Regions from separate parts of the Sus scrofa genome. Here region 1 is linked to region 2. The links are chromatin contacts, called in public Hi-C maps. All regions are on one chromosome and are shown on one strand. Each heading gives the region's core, a stretch centred on a gene start, on an enhancer-like site or on the middle of the called end of the contact. The rest is flanking DNA. Distances are from core to core; before and after follow the strand shown. Region 1 overlaps LOC102162767 (a long non-coding RNA gene). Region 2 has its middle 57 kb from the start of TMX1.

The links. A called contact is a pair of places that touch in the nucleus more often than the background predicts.
Region 1: a contact with region 2 is called in a Hi-C map of embryonic fibroblasts, with 2.1 times the contacts expected there. The contact joins two enhancer-like sites. A contact is called at or near these places in 3 of 47 Hi-C or Micro-C datasets (embryonic fibroblasts and epiblast stem cells).

The regions. Positions count from the first base shown.
Region 1 is chr1:181,132,558-181,137,661 of Sscrofa11.1, reverse strand. The region is part of intron 1 of LOC102162767 (a long non-coding RNA gene); the gene reads right to left. Among named protein-coding and RNA genes, the nearest start is that of TMX1, 200 kb to the right of the region's middle. Within about 2 kb of position 2,486, at least 12 of the 83 cell types and tissues checked have an H3K27ac peak or open chromatin away from gene starts, as enhancers often do. A contact at or near this core is called in embryonic fibroblasts, where this site is marked.
Region 2 is chr1:180,987,948-180,992,794 of Sscrofa11.1, reverse strand. No RefSeq gene overlaps it. Among named protein-coding and RNA genes, the nearest start is that of TMX1, 57 kb to the right of the region's middle. Within about 2 kb of position 1,959, at least 22 of the 83 cell types and tissues checked have an H3K27ac peak or open chromatin away from gene starts, as enhancers often do. A contact at or near this core is called in embryonic fibroblasts, where this site is marked.

The sequences.
Region 1 (5,104 bases), core at 1,237-3,736, 140 kb before region 2:
CTCCTAAATCTCTGATGCCACTCTTCTCCCTTAGATTCAGGCTTCACACAGATGCTGAAGAGAATTTTCAAACAGAAATCTCGCCATATCTCTGCCCTGCTTAAAACATTACACAGTCTCCCCATTGTTCTTGGGATAAAGCCCAAACAAGTTAACATGGAAAAGTCCTCTTTGGACCCTCCAGGCCCAGTCTCACATTGTGTCAGTCACTGAGCTATGTACGTATTTCCACAGTCCAGACTGCTCATCCCCAGCTCCAGCTGTGAATTCTTCCTACTGTGTTCTTATCTCTTTACCCCCATACCTTTTTCACTGGTTAACACTCAACATTCAAGGTTAAAGACGCAAATCCTCCAGCCTCACTGCCTCTAGATGGCCTTCCACGACACGTCTGCTCTACAGGTACTCTGACATGTCCCTCAGGTACGCTGCCCACAGCCCACGGTGTATTCAGATGATCCACTTGCCAGTCAGTCTTTCTTCCCCTCTGGATTGTGAACTTCCCAGGAGCAGATGCAGGTGACTCTTAGATGGCATCTAGGAAAATGCATGGCACTAGGTGACCTCAACTAAAATTCATGGAACATATCCATTTGTATTGAAAACTGGTAGCGAGCAGGTCAGATCCAGCCCAAAGACATGGTTTATTTGGCCTACATGGGAAAAAAAAATCAATGTTTAAAAATCAAGAAATCTCAACTAAAAATCTAAAATCTGGAGCTCCTGTCACAGCTCAGTGGAAATGAATCTGACTAGTACCCATGAGGACAAAGGTTTGATCCCTGGCCTTGGCTCAGTGGGTTAAGGATCCAGCATTGCCATGAGCAGTGGTGTAGATTGCAGATGTGGCTTGGATCTGGCATTGCTGAGGCTGTGGTGTAGGCCGGCAGCTACAGCTTCGATTTGACCCCTAGCCTGGGGACTTCCACATGCAGGGGTGTGGCTATAAATAGACTAAAATTTTTAAAAATAAAAAATAAAAATCTAAAATCTTAGAATCTCTTGAGAAGTCTAAATATCTGAAAATACCAGATTCATATTTTTCTGTGGTACTGACCTCATTAGAAAGGGTACCTGCTCACCATCTTCCCACGTCACTCTTAGCCTACATCACTCCTGCATCCTGGAAGGAAGTAGGTTCCTCATGTCTGCTCTACTCTGTTCTCAAAGAAATGTTTGGAGGGATATTTTGGTTGGCCTTCATTTGGGGAAGATGCCAGATGCTGTCCAAAGCAGTGGGTGGTTGCTTTTCCTCAGAGAGAAAAGAAATGGTCAGAGACCACCCTCCTGGTCATAAGACATTTAGGGTGAGCAAGAAGTCTACCCTGTCAATGACCTTTGCTCTGGTCTTCCCTCTTTCTAGATTTCTATCTAATACTGAAACGACTGTATTGTAATTCCTAGCTAAATTTTTGAAACTCAAAGAATCTTAACACAGATTTCCTTCCACACATTTCCCTAGAGAGAGCTGCATAAGAAGATGCTAGAGACATTTATCATCTTCAAACTAGCATTTTCACCATTGATGTCTCATATAATTCTTACCTCATCTCTGGGACAATGAGTCAAAGGGTCTTGGCATAAGAGCTCAAATTTTATAAGTATATTGAATTTTCTCCACAGGTGTGACTGTTTTCACACAAAACAGACCACAGTCATGTGCACAAAAACACCTCAAGAGATTTTTACATATTAACTGCTAATGGCTTTATGAATTTTAATGGTTCAGAGGTTTATTCTTTACCACAGGCCCAGATGGAAATCACTGCCATCAGAAAAAGCTGAAATCTCCAGCTGAGATGAAGCAGATTTCCAGGCAGAGGAAATCAGAATGGGACCTACCAGTGATGCCATCTGTTCTTCCCCACTGACCTAAGAGCTGGTGGCTCCTGGGGGACCTAAGGAATCATCCAGCTGTGGGATTATGTTTTATTGGGATTGAATTCAGTCAATGTTCCTGACGTCCAGGCTTTGACCCTCATTGCTTCTATCCGATACCTCTACTGTATGCTTTTTAATACATATTTATTAAGAAGAATAAAGTTAACTCAGTGTAGTCTAATTATGATCATTTGATGACATTCTTTGGGATCACTGTGAATACTACCAAGCTCGTGAAAGACAGGATTTCAGATTAGGGACTACAAGGCTTTAGTTGGCCTGCTCTGGAACAATGGGCCAGCGATTTCTTTGTGGCTCTGACACATTCTATACCAGCACTGACAAAGAGAAGATGTGGCTTAGCCTGAGAATCACCTACGCCATGAGGAAAAAATTTACTGTATTCTGAAATTCCTTTTTCATTGGATGGAATCTCAAAACCAATAGCAGACACCACATGTCCTTTTGTAGAACTGCCCCGAAGACTGATTTTCGTGCTTCTCCCCAAGAACCTCCCACTGAAGGATGGCCAAGGGCCAGACACTGAATGCCACAGGGAGAGGCTCACCCTTCCCACCGGCCCTACCCCCTCTTGCCAAAAACACTCTGGGAAACTCCCTCTGAAGTCATGCATATCTTTTCTGGACTGAGACTCTGACTCTGCATGACTGTGGCAACCAGCAGCTGGGCACAGAAACCGAGGGGCAGACATCTGTTCCATAAGACAGCAGGGGCGAATCGTCACTTTAATGAGACCTAAAAGACGGACAGCTGCGATTAGCAAGAGCAGCAGGTGTTTCCAAGGGTAGACTGAATATACTCCTTGCCTACCTTCCCCATTTACCTGGGGCCTGGTATGAGACACCACAACTAGTCTGAACAAGCTTTCTGAGACTTACTGAACTCGTTTGTCTTGACAGTAAGCTTCCTTCATGTACTTCTAAGTGAGAGAGAATGTCAAGATCAAACCTACATCAAACTTCACGAGGTAACCTGATTCAAAAGTGGCTTTTCCCTAAGTCTGCAGCTTGGCATGAGGTCTCATTTCCTGTGTAAACAGTATGATATTTGGGAGTTTTGTTTGAAAAAGAGAGCCTGGCTTAGCCACAGTTGGTAAGCAAGCCTGCCACGCTCTTTTGCCTGGTTGAACCTGCCCTTTAATCACAGATGGAGCATTACAGTCCAACCAGTTCTGTATGTCATGATCACAAGCAGTGAGCCCCCATGGTCCCTCTTTCTTTGTCAACAGATAACCAACTTGCATTTCAGCATGGGTTTATACTTTAGATTGAACATGAAGATCATGCCAATAGTTATCCTCAGACATGCCAACCAATTCAATTTAGCAAAGGCTTACAATCACAGGCTATGTCCCAGACATTCAAATAAGATGAAATATATTGTTCCTCACCTCCAAGAGTTTAGAGATTCAATGTGCAGACTTAGGCATAGAAACACCTAAGAACAGACTAGAGAACTAGAGTATGTAGTTAAATATTCCAAAGGCAACCAAGAGATATAAAGCAATGGAAATATTTTTTAATGGTGAAAGACATATGGGGAGTAAAGTAAGAATGTCTAACACATATTTATTTGGAAATCTAGAAGGATATTATAGAGGGAATGGAGAAAGAGCAATGCTCAAAGAGATAGCAGCTAAGGATTTTCCAAACATCAGGAATTTTTTAAAAAATAGAATAAATAGGGAGTTCCCATAGTGGCTCAGCAGTAACAAGCACAACTAATACCAATGAGGACACAGGTTCGATCCCTGGCCTCACTCGGTGGGTTAAGGATCTGGCATTGCTGTGAGCTGTGGTGTAGGTCACAGACATGGCTCAGATTTGGCATTGCTGAGGCTGTGGTATAGGCTGGCAGCTACAGCTCTGATTTGGCCCCTAGCCTGGGAACTTCCATATGCTGTGGGTGTGGCACTAAAAGAAAAAAAATAGAATAAATAAAAGGAAATCTACAAATAATCCCATTAAAATGAAACTACAAATACCAAAATGGAGAGAATCTTAAAAGACACACTACCTGTGAAGAAACAGCAATTAGACTTATGTGACTATATACAACAGCCAAGACATGGAAACGACCAAAATGTCCATTGACAGAGTAGATAAAGAAAATGTGATACATATACACAATGGAATATTACTCGGCCATTAAAAGGAAAGAAATAATGGCATCTGTAGCAACATAGATAGACCTAGAAATTATCATGCTAAGTGAAGTCAGTCAGACAGTGAGACACCAACACCAAATGCTATCACTTACATGTGGAATTTTAAAAAAGGACACAATGAACTTCTTTGCAGAACAGACACTGATTCACAGACTTTGAAAAACTTACGGTTTCTAAATGAGAGAGGTTGGGGGGTGGGTTGGGGGTTTGGGATGTAAATGCTATAAAACTTGGGTGTGATGATAATTGTACAACTATAAATGTGATTGAGTAATAAAAAAATGCTATAAAAAAAGAATGATGCAAGCCTCTCCACAACAATATTAGAAGCCAGAAAAGACAGGGAAATGATATCCTCAAGTAGTATGTAACTGTCAACCTAGTGTTATATACTCTCAAAGCATATAAGACAATTTAGGCTGTGATAAGAATTGTAATCGAGCTGTAAATAAGGAGGTCTGAGAAAGCTAAGGAAGGAACCATTGATTCTGCATGATGGTAGTGTGTGTGTCTGTGTCTGTGTGTGTGTGTGTGTGCTTTGGGGGGAGGGGCTGAATGGCACAAGTGACCCAGAACTAGATGTGGATCCTGACAGATGGCAGGATTTAAGGGGGGCAGGGGAAGCAGCTAGCTCTTGGAGCCTTTGTTCAAAAGAGGAAAAGCCCATCCTCTAAGTCAGTACGGCTCTATCCAGGGTGCCCAGAGTGTAGGCTCTAAGTGAGATGCCAGCCCTCCTTTGATTCTTCAGCTTGGAGACCTTACACAGGGCACCACATGCATGTAGGTATTTTGCTGCTCTGCACAGAGGTGCTCCAGACAGAGAATTCTCAAGGCCTTGAGGTACTGTGGACGTTCTGATATGCTCAAGCAATAGAAAACAATGGAAAGTATCCTGGATCCACATCCAATAGGTACATCTTCTTCCTAGAGTTTAAGCTCATGCACTGGACTATGCAGAAGAACCCTCATTTCTATGAGCAGGAGAGGCAGCAAAATGAGGAGGTTTATTAGGAACTTCAAGGTTGATGAGGCCCT
Region 2 (4,847 bases), core at 710-3,209:
GAAACACTGTTGAAGAATTTAGGTTTAATCTTTACTATTTTATAAGAAGTACCCCCAGAACTGCAAACATTTCTTTAAACAAAAAACCATACTTACAAAAAAAAAAAAAAAAGTCCTTTGTCCATCTCAAGTTCATGTGTCTAAGAGAAGGGTGGGGGGGATACTTGAAATTTGTTCTGCCTCCTGTTTGTTAGTCATTTGGGTATCATCTGCATAAAGACGGTCCTGCTCCCACAGGACCAGGGCAACTGCCTGCCAACTGTGTGCCAAATCTCATAAGAGTAAGCCCACCAGCAAGAGGCACTGAGTCCGTCTTTCTTTTCCTCTTTTTTTTTTTGGCCAGGTGTAGCAGCTTAATGTGGGATCTCAGTTCCCAGACCAGGGATTGACCCTGGGCTGCAGCAGTGAAAGCACTGAGTCCTAACCACTAGACCACCAGGGAACTCCTTCTCTCTTCCTTCTCTGTAAAATGAGAGTGGTTCCCTGAAATGCAATAAGCCTGCATTTGTACTATTTTCAAATGATTCTAAAACACACCTTTCTTTAAGTACTAAGGAAAAACACAGTCCATTCAACTAGGATACAATTCCCTAACCACAGGCTCCACGGTCATGCAAGCCTCTCCTTGCTTTGACGTCTCTTTCATTCAGGAAGAATTGGCATTTTCTCCTGTCACTCAGCTGGGCTTGTGATGGCAACCCTATCGTGGAGCTTAGTAGAACTTGCTTCTACTTTAGGGATGGCTCTTCCTCTCTTAGCTTCTAGAAAGCACTCTGTTGTTGCTTTGCAAAACATATGAATTTGTGTTCATTCCCCCAACCATGTATATCTGCTCCACCAATATCAAAGCCCTGTTGCTCTGTTTCCACACCATTTTGCACACAATAAATTTTTCATTTCAGTGCCAAGTAATAGTGTAATCTTTCTGAGGGTCTTTCAAATAGGAACTCACCCCAACAGCTGCACTAAATTCAGTGCATTTAATTCAACCGAAGTGATGGCAATATGAACAACTATGTCCAGGTTTGAAGCACTATTTACAATGGCATCTCTGCTGAGCATAGCTGACACTCCCAAGTAAACCCCAGAGATGCTGGAACGTAGAAAATGTGCATTCCAGAATCAATGAAATATGGTGCCCATTTCCTACCACAGTCCCCCCATTTTAACGTCCCTAGTAGACTAGGAGTCATAACTAAGAGGAAAATAATCCCAGCTAAGATGAAGGTAGTGGTTAAAAAAATTAATATAGTCTTTTCACTGTTCTGACTCATTGCACTCTTCTGATTCATTTCCATTGTTCTGTCTTGAAGTGAGGGACTCAAAGCTACCTTTCTTCCCTCATCACCTACACTATGCCTGGTCAATTTGTAATGATCGTAATAACAGTATCTCACTACATCTCTTGTTCCTACCTCAATTTGTCTCTTTTTCCCCCCCTCTAATAACCTGGAAGTGAGAGTACCTGACTCCTATGTCATCCATCAGTGCTGGTACCATGACTTCTAGTTTATAAAAAAATTCCTTCCTCTTATTTTTATTATGCTTCTCCATAAAAATGTCATTAAGTAATAGACACAGGAAGAGACTATGATTTTCCAAATGATGAAAGTAGGGTACAAAACACAAAAGCATGGAGTGCTGGTGGGGGAACCTGCCCTCAGGCTTCCACATTAGTTCTTGTGTCCTCTGATGTCAGGATTCCTGTAAGAGGAAACTCCAGACTCCAGAAATAGAAGAAGCTGTTAATGAGATCCTGGAAAATGTCTCTCATGTTCAGGGTGAAAAGGATTTATTGTGGATTCCTTAGAAGTTAGAAGTCTACTTTTTACTTTTACCTGTTCAATTTAGTAAATACTCATTAAAAGACTATGCAAAAATCACATCGGGCAGGATGCTGTTGGAGCTTCAAGGATGAAAGTCATGGTCCTGCCCTCCAGTGACTCATAATTGAGAGCTGTTCTCAATTTGGAGATGGGGAGAGAGGCAGGGAGGGGACACTGACCCTTTTGTGAATCAGATGACATTTACAGGCTCCGGAAAACTTTCCATGCACACACATGGTTTTACAAATAATTTCTTGGGGTTTACAGAGCTCCTGGGCATTGGAGAAGTCACTCGTGTGTATGACTAACATCTAGCCACAAAACCCACATAGATGAACTTTTTCTCACGGTTACCCCTATCCAAATACAAAGACACCAAGCCAGGCAAACAGTTTCAGAAGAAAGCAAGAGCCTGCCGTTTTTGCCCAGGTTTTCTTGATTAACAGCTGCTCCAGAAATGCCTTATTCATCTCCCTCAGACTTGGTGTTTTGAGGCCTTCTTTCCTGGCAGGGATTGCCTGTATTCTCCAGAATGTGGAGACAGCCAGAGCCACAGGGAAGCTGAGACTCTCCTCAGTGGACTTGCCCACAACACCTCCTACCCCCAGGCACCCCCACTCCTTTCCAGCCCCTGGGAGACCTGCTGAAGCCTCTTTTTACCATACGACCCGAGCAGAAAGGAGGGCTCCTCTTGAAGAGGCTGGGGAACCCCACCCTGTAGGGAAATCTCTGGCCAGGGCTATGGCTGCAAGAGGTTTCTGGCCTTTGCTGAGTTGGCTTGTGTTTGGGGATTTTCCAGTCATTTACTGCTCTGGAAAAGCAACCAGATTGTTCATTTTAAGTCCGGATGTTGAAGTGTCACTGAATCGCTGGGGACTGACGTCTGGGATCAGAGCCTTGTCTTGACAGGAGCCAGAGCCTCCGTATCACTTAAGGACACAGACACTCCGGCTTCTTCCCCACATTTACTTGTGAATATAAATATGAGATTTCTATTATGTTCTCCACACCCTCTCTTAAGAAAGGGGACAGATTTCCTGTCCTGGCTTTTCATCCTGACCTTCAGGGTTAGAGCCACAAAGTGTCAGTCAAAACCCTGACACTATAATCATTTTCTAATGCTTATCATCCTTCTACTCTGGATGCTGGTGCCTCAAGGGAAACCACAGAGGAAGTTTCATTCGGAATATTACTGGTACTACTAGTACTAATAGTAACAAGACACAGCACTTTTTGGTTTAAAAGGGGCTTTCACCTTTACTGTTATTTTAGCAATATCCCTCTAAGATAATGTATCAGTAGGGATCGCAGCAGGAATCAAGGGCACATTTAAGGAATTGAAGTGAAAATTATTTAAAGAAGGAACTATTTACAGAAATATGTCATAGTCCGATTAGGAAAATAGAAACTATGCCAATTATTTTAATAACAAGAATTTGCTTAAAAGAATCAGAGGTCTTTACATGAAGTATCTAAGATGGTCAAATTCATAGGGACAGAAAGTGGAAAGGTGGTTGCGGAGTGGTTATTTTATGGGTACAGAGTTTCAGTTTTGCAAGGTCAGGAAGTTCTAGAGTTCTGTTTCACAACAATGAGAGTGTACCTAACACCACTGAACTCGACAAGTACAAATGTTTAATACAGTTTATGTTATGTGTTTGTTGTTGTTTGGGGTTCTTTTTACCACAATAAAAAGAAAAAAGGGCTGGAGATCTGAATATGTGAAAGGGCTCAGTGAGGTAACACAGAAGAGTAACTAAAAAAGGAGAGAGCTCTCCTGGGACCAGGGAACCAAGGAAAGAGCTTGGGGCTCTTAAACAGCCCTTCCTTGAGAGTGGGGTCAATAGCCTGGATCCTGCTGCCTGGCAGGTAGGCTTTTGTGAGGAATTGAACAGGAAGAGCAGCTTGGGGAAGGCTCTCTCTCTCTCTCTCTCCCTCTCCCTCTCTCCCTCTCCCTCTCCCTCTCTCTCTCTCTCTCTCTCTCACACACACACACACACACACACCACCCCCGCACCCCCAGGCCCTGTCGCATCTCGCATGTGCAGAACTAGCAGGGAACTGCAGCAAAGAAGGTTGTATCTTGGAAACTCCCAGCCCAGCACAAAAAGGCGGGGTGTGGAGTGGGTAGAGGCTGAGCAGTTTTAGCATAATAATCGTGTTTCACAAATGGTCTGCACATGGTTAAGGGAATAGAAAAACAACCAGAAACTGGAAACAGCAGGAGGCAGTCACCACCACGCTGAAGCCTAAGGGGCAAGAGAAAGGAATGATGGTCTCATGTGAACCTTGTCAGTCTCAGGGCTGCTCAGTGGAGTCGTGGCCAGCTGCCCAAACCAGGGCCAAGCAAGGAGGGAATGGGCAAGGGTTTGGGGATAACCTCCTGATTTCTTCCTCCTCCTACCTGCTGATCTCTGGAAAGTGCTACAGTTTGGTGATACCAAACTGGAAGTCCATGGGTGCTATGTTTAACATTTGGTTAATGAAAATGGAATCTACTGTATGTATTTTTCTGCATCTTCATTTCCTCACCTAAGGACCACTATAACAACAATGACAAAATAGGAGTCTCTCCAAATTAATATAGATCAACTCATTCTTTCTAGTAGGCTTAACAACAACTTGGAATGAAGGCAATTTGGTTGAAGGATGAAAAACTGGCAATATTTTTTCAAATCTGTTGACTGCCTAATATATTCCACTAAAACTCTTGCTTATTGATTTTCCACAAGCCCCTGAATGTAAAGAGTGGACTAAAAGCTTAATATCTGCTTCCCTTGACAGTGGTTGAGAAATCACTTTGGCTTCAGGTTCCTCCTCTGAAATGGGAATTATAATAATACACATCTCACAAGACCATTATGAAGATGGAATGAGAAAAAATGGGTGAAAGCAATGTGGAAAGGTTGGGTTTTATTTTCTATTCCCTTTAGTTTTCCTTGATCTCAAGGTTTTCTAGAGTACCAGCATCACCACCATCACCACCACCATCACCACCATCATCATCATCACTATTATCAC